2 separate regions of the Oryctolagus cuniculus genome follow, and region 1 is linked to region 2. A link is a contact called in public Micro-C data. All regions are on one chromosome and are shown on one strand. The core of a region is the stretch at or near the end of the contact, and the rest is flanking DNA. Distances in the headings are between cores, read along the strand shown.

Region 1 (6,857 bases), core at 3,796-6,295, 180 kb after region 2:
CCACAAGATTGGCCCTATGATTTTTTCCCAAAATTCCAGATGATAACTCTAAAGTCTTCCATCTCAACAGACTACATTGAGCTTGGAAGTAAGATGGAAAAGACTGGCTGGGCGATCAGGGGTTGAATGCACATTCTTACAGTTACAGCTAGTTTTAGAAGAGTTTCTCTTAAGGCATGAAACGGTGTGGGTGAGTGAGTGACAGGGGGCGTGGGATAGGATGTTTCCCATTTTGCTTGTGCTGAAGAATTATCCAGGGCATGGGTTAAAATGATGGATTCCAAGCCCCACCCCAGTGCTGCCACGGTAGAATCTCCAGGGGGAGAGGTAAAGGAAATCTATATTTTTAACAAGTCCTCAGGCTGATTCTTACAATATGGCAAGTTTGGAAAATACTGGATAACGGAAAAAGTTCTAGCTTTGGAGTCAGACAGACTGAAATTGAATTGCTGTTGATTAGGAGCCAAATAACTTTTGGCTAGTTTCTCTGAGCCTCAGTTTCTTCATGTGTTTCTTGTGTAGGGGCTGGGGCATCATATGACTTACTGTGGTGTGGAGAAGCCATCAAACATTGTGTATGTAAGCTCTGTTTAAAAAAAAAAATACCAACAGTAAGATATCTGTGGCTCCATTCTCCAGGATTTAACACAGTTCCAATGGACCAAAATTTTCCCCTCTTCAGAGAGAGAGGAAAGACTGATGGCTCGGGGCTGGTCATTCCCTGCCCTCTTGTCTTTTGCCCAAGAATCTACGTATTGGAAAGGACTGGCCAGGAAGACTCTGCTGGCAGTTCCTCTGATACTGGACATTTTTCGTGGATGCAGCACCATCTTTGAGACCTGATGCTTCATTCTTGTTAACCCACTGGGGCACTCTCTATTTGAGGGGAGAATTAGGCCTGTTTCTCAGGTTAACTATGCTGTTTTAGGTTTTTTCTTCTCTTTACACGTTTAGTTACAGTCCACAGAATGTGATCGATTGCGATTATAACATCAAGAATATACCCCAGTAGGGAAAACAACATGGAAATGGATATAGTGTCGTGTCCATCTTCAAATGACTTGAAGTTCTTTAGATCTAATCCAATTTCCATGTCTTGGACTCTTCCTACTAATGGCAAATTACTGTCTCAATTAGCTGAGATGACTGCCAATAAAGACGAGGCAAGGTCATTTGCTCTCTCCGTGGCCTCCTCTTAAGCGCTGGGCTGTGTGAAGTTCTTGCCCCCAAAGGATAGCTTTCAAACGTCAGAGTAGAGACAACTGACTGGGGAGCTTGCCCCACATATTCATTTCCGTGTGCATTATGCTTTGGGGGCTCCCTAGGGGTCTCTTTGAAAACCAGTGCCCCAGGAATTTGATGAACCTCTACTGAACTTATTCAAAGTTTTCGTTTTAAAATAGAAGGATGGTGGAGGAGCCATGATAGCTTTCTGGCTAGTACTCCACTGCCCTTGTCCAGTAAATTGCTTTGCCATCCACATGTACATCCAAATGCAATGGGCCAGAGGCGGTGTATGGTGCTTCGGTGGCAGGGGGTGGCCCCTCTTTCTTAAGTTCGTCAGTGTAGCCAGTCGCAGTGCTGTTCATGCAGTCTGCTGGGAGCCTGGGGCTGGCGGATGTAGTCCGGTGTGATGTGCTATGATGACTCACTCACGTGGGAAACTCTAAACTTTCTGTACTTTGATTTCCCACCCATTGCCTAACGGTAAACACACTGGAGAGGGTTCTTCCCCTTGATTTGGTCCCGGGGGTTAGAGGCCTGCTGGAATTTAGTAATGATTTCCATGGACACACACACACACACACACACACACACCCCACTATAAATCTCCCGAAATCGGAGGTGGCACAAGCACCAGCCAAAGATGACATACCATTGCTTACTTCTCTCTGGGCTCATGGGTGTAGCCAACCTCCAGGGAGACAGAAGCCTTGCAGTGCAGGGCCAGGCACTTTGGGGCTACAGAAATGGATGACGCAGGATCCCAACCCTCAGAGAATTTCTAGTCAGCAGAGAGAGCAGACAAGGCTTAGGCAAGTCTGAAGGTAACTGTGGTGCTAGGCAGATGACCGAAATGTCACAAGGAAGACCTGCAGTTTTAGAGGGGCTTGAGGAGTGGGAGAGATCACACATCCAGGTGGGCTTCCTTTTCCCAGAGGAAGTCGCCTTGGGGCAAATCACTGAAGGGAGACTGGCAACTTGACAAGTTGCAAGGGAAGAGAGAGCCCTGAGGCAGCAGGACTGCCCAGAGTAATTGTGCAGAGCGCGGGGTCCTGCTGGAACATTCCCTACATCCTGCAGGGGAACTGGGAGAAGGTCTGTTGGGCTTGAACAGGAGTCCAGGCTGGAAACTTGGCTTTGGTTAGGATCAGCTCTGAGTCTGGACTCCTTCCAGCAGCCGCGGAGAGGGCCTTGGGGAAGTGGTGACACCGTCAGAGATGTACTTTGGGAAACACAGCAGCTGAGTGGGAGATGGTGTGGAGGAGGAAAGCCTATGCAGACACACCAGCCAGGAGGCTCCCGCAGAGCGAGGAGGAGGAATAATCGACTATGAGCAGTGAAGAGGGGCTGGGATAGACAACACAGCACGCCGGGTGTGGGAGCTGCAGGCGAGAGGCAGTCAACAAGGCACAGGGTGGCAAGCCTTGGAAAGGGGGTGTAACAGTCACCAACACCCAGGGGAGACTGGGCTCTGGGAAAGGTGGTACTTTGCGTCTAAGGTGGCCAGGGGTATCCTGGTGATCTTGGAAATGTGAACTGGCCTCCAGGAAGAAACTAGTGAGCCGAGGGGCAGACAGTACTGTTGCGGGGACAGCTGTAGGGTGAATGGTTCCCGAGAGAGAGGAAGGGCCATCAGCCACCACAGGTTGCAGGGCAGGGTTACATTGAACATTTCGGAGGAAGAAAAGATGACCCGGAGACAAGGGAGGCAGGGCAGCGCCAGGGAAATCCTGAGAGCCCGGCCCAGCCGTGGCTGCAGGGGAGAGTGGGCGCAGCCCTCAGAGAACGCTGTGGGCAAGGGGTCATGCCTCTGTGTGTGTGTGGGGGGGGGGCGGGGGGCGAGGCGAAGCTGCATTTGTCTTTGAAAGTTAAACTAGATCTTTCTAGGGAAGGGCGACGCCTTAAACCCACTGACATCTCTCAACGTTAGGCCCCTCCAAAGGTGTCCATTTTCCTGTTCGAGGTAAATTAATCTTTCCCACTACCACCCCCTAGGACCCTGAGTGAATCACTTGTCCCGCCTGGGGGCACCCGTTTGTCATCTTTAACTCTGCAGCTCAATAACTTTGTGGGTGATCTACAAACCATATCTGTTAAACTCCTACCATGGCCGTTGCTGAAGGCAAAATAGAGCCCAAGTTGTAGTTTACCCTTTTAGCTTACTTTCTTGTCCTATCACCTAAAAGGTTTAAAAACATCAAAAACTACTTTTATCTTTAAAAGACATCCAGGAACAAAACAAATGGAGAGAGACTTCGCCTTCGATTTGTCCAAAACGAGCCTTCTGTCCGGGCCTTTTCCTAGGCGTGGAGGAGGTGCCCAGAAAAATACCAGACGGATGCATAAAAAACATCGTGTTACCAAAATTTTCCTCGCAAGTAAGGCAGCCATGGAAAGTCCGCCCGCGTCGCAGCCCCAGGGACCCGCAGCCCAGGACTCGCGACGGAGCCACGCAAGGCTCAGGGTCTGCGGGATCGGCCTCCGCGCGTGATTTTTCGTGGCTGTGCGGGCGGGCAGGAGGGCGGCAGCCCGTGGCCTTAAGAGATGCGAAAGTGTCAAAGGAGATAGGGTTTATCGCCGACAGCGGGACACTATCTCCAACGCTGTTGACAGTAAACACAGAGGGGGCGGCGGAGGAAGGCAGTCCCTAACGCGCGCGCCGGCTCCGCGCGGGGCGAAGCGTGTCCGCGGGAACCCCGCTTCACAGCGGGGCTGGCGGCTCCGCCTGAGCCGGCGCCCTCGCCCCTCGTCCGCGCCCCTGCCCCGCCGGGCCCCGGGAGGAGTGGCCGCCCGCGACAGCCAGCGCGGCGCGCGTCCCGAGCGCCCGCCCGGCTCCGGGCAGGGCCGCAGACCCGAGGGCGCACGGGGTGCGCTCGCAGCCGTGTCCGCCGCCGGGCGCAGCCGAGCGGCCCGTGGGGGTGTCGCCCGCCCCCGCGGCGTGTGTACTCACAAAGGTGTGTTTGCTAAACGCACTGCCCCGGTGCACGCTCCACCCCGAGCAGGGTCTCCGGGCGCGGCTGCTCCAGCTTCCCGGCCGCAGGCGCTGGGGGAGCGAGGCGGCGGGGCGGGGCGCGGCGCGGCGGCTGCGGCTGCGGCCGGCTCGGGACGCGCGGCCGGCGGCTCCGGGGTAGGTTGCGAGCGCTCTGCGCATTTTCTGGCATTTGGCCGGCTCCGCGGCCAGAGCGGACGGCGGGGCTCAGCGCTTGCGGAGCTGCAGCCACGCGGAGCAGCGGAACGGACGCTCCTTGCCCACCCGGGTCTGCGAAAGTGAAGTGGGGGAAAAAGCCGCCGCGCGCAGCCCCGCTCCCCGCCGCCGCCGCCGCAGCCTCGGCCGGGGGTGGGGGAAGTTCCCCCGGACTGGCTGGAAGGGAAGCGGGCAGCCGGGCGGCCTCGGCCGCGCCTCCTCCGCCTTCCTCCCCACCCGCGTCCCCCGGGCTCCATGCCGCATTTCTTTGTTTTGAAAGCGCCTCCTCCGCCCAGAGGCTTTTCCCCAACGGCGGGCAGGCGGACGGGGGTGGGGCGGGGTGGGGCATCGCCCTGCGGACCCCGCCCCCCATTTAGCTCAGACCCCTCCCCTTTACATACCCCCATTTTCCCTGCCCTCCCCGCTGCGACCCACGAGGCGCGTCCTCACTTGTCGGACATCAAAGACGAGCCGGGAGCTGGAGGGGGAAGTTGAGCAGGCAGGGGGCGCAGGGACCCACCCACCTCAGGCCCGGCCCGGCGGCCCGCCCCCTCCCGCGGGAACCCCGCCTGGGCCCCGCCTCCCGCGTCACAGGAGCCTGACATTCTCACAACCCACCGCGCATCCAACCCGGCCGCCCCCGCCACCCCCGTGTCCGCGGAGTGCTCTATTTATGTTTCAGCCCAGCGATTTGCATAGGCCCCGCCCCCAGCCCCAGGTTCCCCCTATCGGAGCCCCGCCTCGACTTCGACGTCAGGCAGCAGGCCCCACCTCCTGTGCCCGTACAAGGAGCGGCGGGCCCTAGATGGCAGCGTGGCGTCGCGACGGCGTGTGCGTGTCGCGCTTCCTTGTGCCGTTTATAGGGTCCCGGCACTTCCGCTGTCGGGTTAGAAGCGGCGCGGTCATGGCGGAGCGCGGACAGCAGCCTCCTCCCGCGAAACGGCTCTGCTGCCGGCCGGGCGGCGGCGGCGGCGGCGGCGGCGGCGGTGGCGGCGGCGGGGGCAGCAGCGGCGGCGGCGGCGGCGGCGGCGGCGCGGGTGGCGGCTACAGCTCTGCCTGTCGGCCCGGCCCGCGGGCGGGCGGCGCGGCGGCGGCGGCGGCGTGCGGGGGCGGCGCGGCGCTGGGGCTGCTGCCGCCGGGCAAGACCCAGAGCCCCGAATCGCTGCTGGACATCGCGGCGCGCAGGGTGGCCGAGAAGTGGCCGTTCCAGCGCGTAGAGGAGCGCTTCGAGCGCATCCCGGAGCCGGTGCAGCGCCGCATCGTCTACTGGTCCTTCCCCCGCAGCGAGCGGGAGATCTGCATGTACTCGTCCTTCAACACCGGCGGCGGCGCCGCGGGCGGCCCCGGCGACGACAGCGGCAGCCCCGGTGGCACGGGCGGCGGCGCGGGCGGCGCGGGCGGCGGCGGCGGCTCCTCGTCCTCGCCGGCCGCCACCTCAGCCGCCGCCGCCGCTGCCGCCGCTGCCGCCGCCGCCGCCGCCGCCGCGGGGGCCGGGGCCCCGTCGGTGGGGGCCGCCGGGGCGGCGGACGGCGGCGACGAGACGCGGCTGCCCTTCCGCCGGGGCATCGCGCTGCTGGAGGGCGGCTGCGTAGACAACGTCCTGCAAGTCGGTGAGTCACGGGGCAGCTGCAGGCCGTCTGTCCGGCCGTCCGGCCGTCCGTCCCGGGGGGAGGGCCGGGGTCTCCCGCTCCTCCTTTGCGGACAGCCCCCCCCCCCGCCCCAGCCCGAGGCGCGCCCGCATCCCCGCCCGGTGCCCTCACCGGCCCGGACTGTCCTCGCGAACGGAGCGCCCATTTCCTCCCGCCCCGGTCTCCCCGGACGGGCCGGCGCGAGTGCGAAATGAATCAGCAGGACGCGCCCCTCCGCGGGGTCGGCTGGGTGGGTGCAGGCGCCCCCGGCCCGCGCTCCTCTCCCCGCCCTCCTCCCGGGGAGCACATCCCAGAGGGGCCGCTCGCCTGTTTTCGGGGGTGGGGTGGGGTGGGCGCGGACAAAGGCGCGGGCGGACGGCCGGGCTCCGGCGAGGGTAGAGTGGCGGGGCCGTGCGGGGCGGGGGAGGGGGCGCGGGCCGCACAGACAATGCCGGCCGGGGCCGGGCCGCTCGGCGCCCCCCCACCCCGTCTCCCCCTGTCTGTCGCTCGCTCCTCTTTCTTTCTCTCCCCCGCCCCCCGCGATCTGAGGGGAGGGGAATACATAATCCATTGAAAGCCGCTCGGCGGCCGCTCCGCTCCGGGCTCCGACGGGCGAGCGACGGTGGCGCTCGGGGCGCTGCGGCGTCTGGCCCGGGCGGGCTCCGGCCGGCCGCCCCGGCCGCCCCGGCCGCGAATGCCTTTCCCTTAACTGTGGTCCTCCGGGACCCCCGAGCGGCGCAGGAGACCGGCGGCGGCGGGCTGCACCGCGCCTCCGGAGGGCCCTCGCCCCGCAAGGCTGCCCCCTGATGAAGGGGCGCGAG
Region 2 (7,413 bases), core at 1,483-3,982:
CAAAATTTCATATTTTAGAGTTTCAGATTTGTAGATCAGAGATACTCCATTTGTATACAGATGCTAAGTTAAAGTAACTGTCAGTAGATACCAACAAACTTCTACACCCAAGTCTTAAAAGTTAATACAGTATTGAGGTCAGACATTATTCTGTATGTTCAGATTTGATTTATTAAATACTGTCAGATCCAATGACACCTCGGTGGTCCCGCCGAAGCTGCTTCATTTTCCAATGATTTCTCCTCTGGTTGCAGAACCTGTTGATACCTTCAGTCCTTTTTCAGCCGCTTAGCTTTTGCGATATTTTCTTGACGTTTTTGTTTCTTCTTTTGCTCCTTCTCCCTGGCTTCAATCATCTTGGCCAGCTTCCAGGAGAGGACCGCGCTTGCTAGGAACAGCGGGGTGAGGGCCAAGATAACTGTTGTAAGGAAGCCATACGGGTCCTTTGCAGCCCACTCTACAACATACTCAGCCCAGGCCTTTATGTCAAACATCTCGGCAGCAGTCAGGAAAACTGGTCAGGGGGGAGAAACAACAACAGGGCAAAGACTATGTGGTTAATCAAATTTTAAAAAAGTTATACCAAACTGACAACCAGGTAACTCAGAATTTCATTATGATTCCTTAGTTCATTTTTAAAGTACTAAGTAGTACTATTTTAACCAGAACTAATAGCTCCAGGAAAATAATTCAACTAGACAACCAGATTAGGGACACTTAAAAGATACAAAGTTATGGAAGATAAAAAGTAAAAGCCACTTGGAGTCTGTCATACAGAGTATGCATTCTCACATGCTTCCTACAGACTTTTATAACTTCTTGAGTTTTACAAGCTCATTCCAGGAAACAACTGAATCCTGTTTGTCATTCATTAACATATCCTTAGTACTACTGAGTACTAATTAACAAAAGTACCAATCATCAATCGTGTGAAATGCTCTCACAGAAAAGCAGGCAATGGATAGCCATTTTCAGGAGTGGAAGAGAGGCTAAGAGAGCCACCATAACATCGACATTCATATACCAAAAGGCATAAGCAAAAAGTTATGTGCTATTTTATGCTATTTTATGCCCTTTGAGCTTTGAAGATCTCCATTGAAATAAACATAATTTAATCCACGAGAAGAGCAATGATGGCAGGTGCCCTGCATTTTGATCCCTTCTGAGTTGGTAAGGAAGATGGGTCCAGCAAGTGAGGCTGGTGTGGACTTGAGTTCCATTTCCCATTTTGCCCCAAAGGCTTTTCTACCTCCCACATTTGTGTCAACTCCTATTCAAGATGGAGAATTAGAGTAGCTGGGTAGGAAATGGGTGTACAGACAGCCACTTACGATTTCAGCTTGGATTACAAAAAATCATCATTTACCTTATGCTTGAATGGTGATCTCTTAACTTTGCCCAACGATCATCAGTGAGCCAGTTACAATTTCAGATGACCCTCGGTTTTTGGTTTTTGTCACCTCCTCTAGTTCTACTGTATGCTTGCTTCTGAGACGTGGGAAATCTATGCCGGTGATGAGCTGAAAACTGAGAAAAGAAAAAGCACTTAAGTTGCAACTTTCAGGCTACTTGCAATAAAGTGTTAAATGGAAACTGAATTCTATATATGCAACCTAAAACTGACAGGTAAAATTGCTTCTCAATTATAAGCATTTAATACCTTGCCTTTATTTGAGTTTACTACAACTGCCAATGTCCTCTAAGAAATTCCTATTACTGGAAATCAAGTATTTTAAGTTACTTATTTCAAGAATAAAATTATCGATGACGTTCACTAACAGTAAAAAAAAAAAAAAAAAGTTGGTAGTGAGAAGTTACACGGTATTGTTCACTGGATTTGGGTACATCATTACCAACTCAAGCACCTGGCACAAGCAAGGGTTATCTGGTGTACAATTCAGGTCCTTTATAGGAAGAGACAGACCAAAGAAACTTAAATTCATCAGCAATCCCATCCCCTCAAGGCAACTGCCACTTTCATGTCTTTCCATGGTTTCTTCTAATTTTCAACGAAAATCGATTTTCAACCAGAGCACACCCAGGTGTCCTCCCACTTCATTAAATACCTTCGCCCAGACTTCCTACGCCACACGGTCGAACCAGGCTCTTCTGGGATGGATCTTTCTCCAGGCCGACGAGTTAACTACTTCAAGTTTCAGAGATAAGCAAAAGAACTCTGCAATAAAGAGGGGGGTGAAGCAGGAGTCAAGGACCCGTCTTAGGGCAGAAGTTTCAGCTGGGAACACAAGGAAACGAGTTACTGTCCAAAAGGCGCACACGCATCTCCCCTGTCTCCTCTGGGACCTGGGCGCCTGTCTCGTCTCCGTCCCCCGCAAACTGGTCGGCGGGGCTTCCTCTCGCCACCAGCCCTGCCAGGCACCCCACGAGGTAAGGGGGTGCGGGGCCCTGGGCCGCCGCCCGCACTCGCTCCTTTGTCCTTTCCTCCTTCCTTACCCCATCGGGGCCCAGGGCGCTCGGGGCCACGTTCACCGCTGCCCCCGGGCCTGCAAAACGCAGGCTTCCTCGACCCGCCGCGGCCCGGGCGGGGCGCGCACAGCCCCGCAAGCCCGGGGGCCCGCGGTCGACCCCGCCGCACCTTGCGACGCCAGCTCCGCTCCGCTCCGCTCCGCACGGCAGCGGCCGCCACCAGGCTCCACTCCCGCGCGCGCCGGGGGCCCGGACTCCCGCTCCCCGCGCGCCGCCCGGCCGGAAGCAGGAAGGCGGAAGCCGCGGCCCTCGCGTCCCGCCCACAGACGGGCCCCGCCGGGACCTGGGCGTGGGGAGGGCCGGCGGCCAGTTCCGGCTGCGCGGGGGCTCGCTGGGCCCCGGGACCTGGACTTCGAGGACGCGGAGGGGAGGGAGGGCCCGGCGGCGCCGAGATTTCCGGGGAGCGGCAGGTGAGGCCGCGCGGCGCGGGGACTCCCCGCGGGGACCGCAGCCCGACGCGCTGGCCGCCGGCCGGGCGCGAAGGGGTGTGCGACCAGGCGCTGTGCGGCCTCAGGCCTGCAGGAGCGGGTCCGAAACTATGGGGTCTTCCGCGAGGCCGGCCGGGGGAGCAGCACCCGCTGCTGCTGCAGCCGGAGAGCCGGAGGGTCCCGGGGGCGTGAGGTCTCCGGCCGCGGGAGGCCCAGACCCCAGACCCCGAGCGGCGGGGGGGAGGCAATGGTCCCCGGCCCTCACCAGCCGCCGGGTCCAGGCGATGGTGCCCTGACGGATGCTGGCGAGCTGGTGGAGAACCGGCCCGGACGATCGCGAAGTCCTCACGTAGAGCAGACAGACAAAGCAGCCGCGGAGCCGTGAGGGGTCTCCTGAACCTCGTCATGAAGGGGCGATGCAGCCATGCCGCGTGAGAACGGCGTTCTGTTGTTTGTTTGTTTTTAATTTAAGAACTTCACTCATTTCACAAAAGAATGATCGATACTTGTCCAAAGTAAACTTGATAAATAATTAAACTGCCAGGGCATAGAGTTCCCACAGAGGTACTTGTTCTTTCAATACACAAATACAGCGATGCAAAAGTCAACAAGCAGAAAGGGTGAGTTAATATTGTCTTCTGATCTTCAGGAACTGAAAGCTTAGCTCTGCTTTGGTTGGTGACCAGATTTTGCTGTTGCTTGCACGGAGCTGCTCTGTTTGATTACCTCTGGCAAATGTTGCAAGACCTCTTCGCTGTTGTGTGCCAAACAAAGCAGGTTTTTATTCTTGAAAGACCATAGCATGTTCTTTGAGGAGCAAGCTGTGACATGTATAACTAGTTTAGGTATAACAACAGTAACTATTATTTACCAGGGAACAGGCTTTTGGCAGATAATGTAACGATCTAAAATACTGTTCCTTGGGCATATGTTAATGTTTGCATGTTGTATTACCAGCAGTTGTCTTACTCATTCTTGTTTGAAAACCTGGATGATGGTTTCAAAGTCTGCCTGCCTAGACCTCGCCTGTACCTGTGGTAGCCAGAAAGAGCAGACTCAGTCGCAGGATTGTGTGCACTGAAAACTTTACTCGCTAGAATTATCTGGATTTTTTTTAAACACCCAAGCAGTGAATCAAAGAACGGCTTTGAATTTATTATTTTAACACCGTTTCTTCCAGAGGCCAGTTTGAATCCTGGGTAGACGGTTTTTCCAATCACTTCCTCCCAGGAATTGTTCTGGTACATCTCAGGTTAAAAGCATAGGAGTCCCAGGCAGGAAGAAAAGGCACACAAGTCGGAAACCTCTGTAGGCAGGTCTTGCCTGCAATCTAGCCCGTGTCTTCAACAATCGAATTTCACTGATCTAGCTTCTAGTTACGGAGCAGGCTACAAGCCCAGGAACGATTACCAAGGGTTACTTTCTGCAGTGAGTCTGAACTTGGGGGCTGAAGGTCACGGATCCTGTCTCACCACTAGCCTGAATTTGCTGATGCATCACTCGGAACCTGTTTCCTCTTCTGCACACTGGGTGATCTCTAGTGGCTTTTCAGCTTTTAAAAACCTACAAATTAAGGCCGGCGCCGCGGCTCACTAGGCTAATCCTCCACCTTGCGGCGCCGGCACACCGGGTTCTAGTCCCGGTCGGGGCGCCGGATTCTGTCCCGGTTGCTCCTCTTCCAGGCCAGCTCTCTGCTGTGGCCAGGGAGTGCAGTGGAGAATGGCCCAAGTCCTTGGGCCCTGCACCCGCATGGGAGACCAGGAGAAGTACCTGGCTCCTGCCATCAGATCAGCGCGGCGGCCATTGGAGGGTGAACCAACAGCAAAAGGAAGACCTTTCTCTCTCTCTCTTTCTCTAACTGTCCACTCTGCCTGTAATTAAAAAAAAAAAAAAAAAAAAAAAAAAAAAAAAAACCACACACCTACAAATTGAACAGACTCGGCTATTTTTTTGCCTTTTGCTTCATCAACAGCAGCATAGTAAGATATTTAGAAGAAACAGCATTGCCAGTTTTCTTTAGGTCTTCCTTGAACAGATCCTTAATCAGGTTTCTATTCTGTCTTAACTATCTTTCAGAATACCAATTTAGGGGCAAGTGTGAGGAGCAAGTGTTTGGCACAAGAGTTAAGCTGCACTTAAGACACCTGCATCCTGTATTGCAGTGCATGGGTTTCAGTCCCACCTCTACTTTGGAATTAGCTTCCTGCTAATGTGTATCCTGGGAGCCAGCAGGTGATAGCTGAAGTACTTGAGTCTCTACCACCCATGTAGGAGAAACATTAAATCCTGGTTCCTAGCTTCAGCCCTGCTCAGCCCTAGTTATTGTGGGCATTTTGTGAGTAAACCAACTTCAGGTATACTTATATGACTTTAAAGAATTAATTTTATTACTATTTCAAAGAGGATAGTCAAGAATTTTTTAAATGTTCATTTATTTGAGAGACAGAGCTCCCATCCAGTGGTTCACTCCCTAGATGCCCACAATAGTGGGGACGGTAGTACAAAGCCAGGAGCCTGGGCCACAGTCCAAGTCTCCCATATGGTTAGCAGGAACCCACTTACTTGAACCACCACCACTGCCTCCCAGGGACTACATTAACAGGAAGCTGGAATCAGGACCCAGCGATGAGTGTGGAACTCAGGCACGCCAGCATAGGATACAAACATGTTCACTATCCACCCGCATTTTTTTAAAGCTACTTAATGAGTCTTTACTGTGTGCCAGGTACTGAGCGTCATGCTAAAATCCTGAGACCAAAGCCACAGAGCAGGAACTAGAGACCTAAAAAGTTAGACTATTCCAAACACATACAGACAAAATCCTTCCTCTTCTTTAATGTTCACATACTTGGTCAAAAATGCTAATTTTGTAAAATGAAAGTATGTTTTTTGACTGTATAATGGTTATGCAATAATAACAACTAAAATCCCTCCATGCTTCCAAACTGCCTGTTGCCCAGGTGGTGGCAGCATGTCTCAAAGAGCCAGTGCTGGGGAGGTTTTTTGCAACCTCGCCAGTTGAAGGCTACTTCATCCAGCACATGTGACCTGTCAACCTCTGACTTCCTTGTTTTGCCTTTCTCTGCTAGTAGGCCAGTCCCTCAGTGGGTCATTCCCGTTCACCTCCCCTCTGAATCAGTCGTAACTCTGCCCATTTCCTTTCAACCTGCTGTACTTGCAGAGTATCACCAAATTAGTTTCTGGAAAACTCATGCAGGCCTGTCCAGCTAGACAAAAGAATGTTTTTCAATTACTGTTATTTATTTTTAACCATTACTAAGTGTTATTTGGCATACACACTTCCAAAATTAAATATGATCTAATGCTATCAGGAAATACTTGTTCAAACTAGAAGGCATGCGTCTTCCACTTATGGCCAGTTAAGGAGATAATGAAAAGTTTCTGAAAGAGAGAATGTCTTCAAAACAAGAACCGGGAGATTGGAGGTCAGGGCTTCTGGGCGGCCACCTTCCCCCGCTTCAGGTTCTCAGATGTGACCTCCCTCCCTCCCCTTAGGCTGTGCGCTGCCCCTGGCTCCAAGATTGTTGCTGGACTGGTGCGAAGGCCAGGGCGGTCCTGGGGGCGTAGCCAACACCCCTCTCAGCCCTGGTACCTGTAGGCTGATACCCGAATAGGTAGCGAAATGGTCCTGCTTTCGGTGCCCGCCAGAGTCACTGTGAACTTGTCAGGAATCGAAGGACCTTTTACTTCCTTACATCAAAGAAAATGCTAACGAGTATTGGCAGACTTGCTAGGAAGAGGAGGAGTGCCAGCAGGAAGTCAGTCTTTTGAGGACCCAGGCTGAAGAGGACGCCCACCTGGAGGCAGCTGGGAACGGGGTGAATGGCATCCAGGCTGTGCCGTGCCGGAGACAGCTCTGCACGGGAAGAACACGCGTGCAAACAGCCGCAGGGCCGCACGTGGAGGGCTGCGTTCACAGCTGCGCACGGGAGTAGGGTTTTCGGCAGATACGGTTCCAGGGCTCAGGAAGTAGGGGAGGCTGGGTGACGGGGTCTGTGTGTTCTTCAGGGAGTATGGAGCCACAGAAACGGTTATTTGATATCAGAATATCAGAGGGTGATATTCTGGAGTTAATGGTCACCTTGATACCAAGATTGGACCAAAGCAGAGAGAGTTACCGAAAGACTGCAGACAGCATTGTTTCTTTTTGTTTTTTAAATGTTTATTTATTTTTTTTATTTGAAAGGCAGAGTTAGAGAGAGGCAGAAAGAGAAAGAGAAAGATCTTCCATCTGCTGGTTAACTCCCCAAATGGGCGCTATGGCCGGAACTGGGCCAATCCAAAGCCAGGAACCAGGAGCCAGGAGCTTCTTCCAGGTGTCCCATGTGGGTGCAGGGGCCCAAGGACTTGGGCCATCTTCCAGTGCTCTCCCAGGCCATAGCAGAGAGCTGGATTGGAAGTGGAGCAGCTGGGACCTAAACCGGCACCCATATGGGATGGCAGCACTGCAAGCAGTGGCTTTACCTCCTATGCCACA

What was found. A called contact is a pair of places that touch in the nucleus more often than the background predicts.
Region 1: a contact with region 2 is called in a Micro-C map of ear pinna, with 4 times the contacts expected there. The contact joins the promoter of LOC108177293 here to the promoter of SMIM15 in region 2. A contact is called at or near these places in 3 of 6 Hi-C or Micro-C datasets (ear pinna, psoas muscle and an unstated tissue).

The regions. Positions count from the first base shown.
Region 1 is chr14:82,187,994-82,194,850 of mOryCun1.1, forward strand. It overlaps LOC108177293 (translation initiation factor IF-2), which reads right to left and starts at 5,046. Exons shown (of 6, transcript XR_011382059.1): 1 at 4,859-5,046. ZSWIM6 (zinc finger SWIM-type containing 6) reads left to right here and starts at 5,172. Exons shown (of 14, transcript XM_070056741.1): 1 at 5,172-6,018. The coding sequence starts at 5,214.
Region 2 is chr14:82,008,629-82,016,041 of mOryCun1.1, forward strand. It overlaps SMIM15 (small integral membrane protein 15), which reads right to left and starts at 2,733. Exons shown (of 4, transcript XM_070056740.1): 1 at 2,597-2,733; 2 at 2,067-2,176; 3 at 1,367-1,520; 4 at 1-514. The coding sequence starts at 494. The coding sequence ends at 270. The region is part of intron 3 of NDUFAF2 (NADH:ubiquinone oxidoreductase complex assembly factor 2); the gene reads left to right.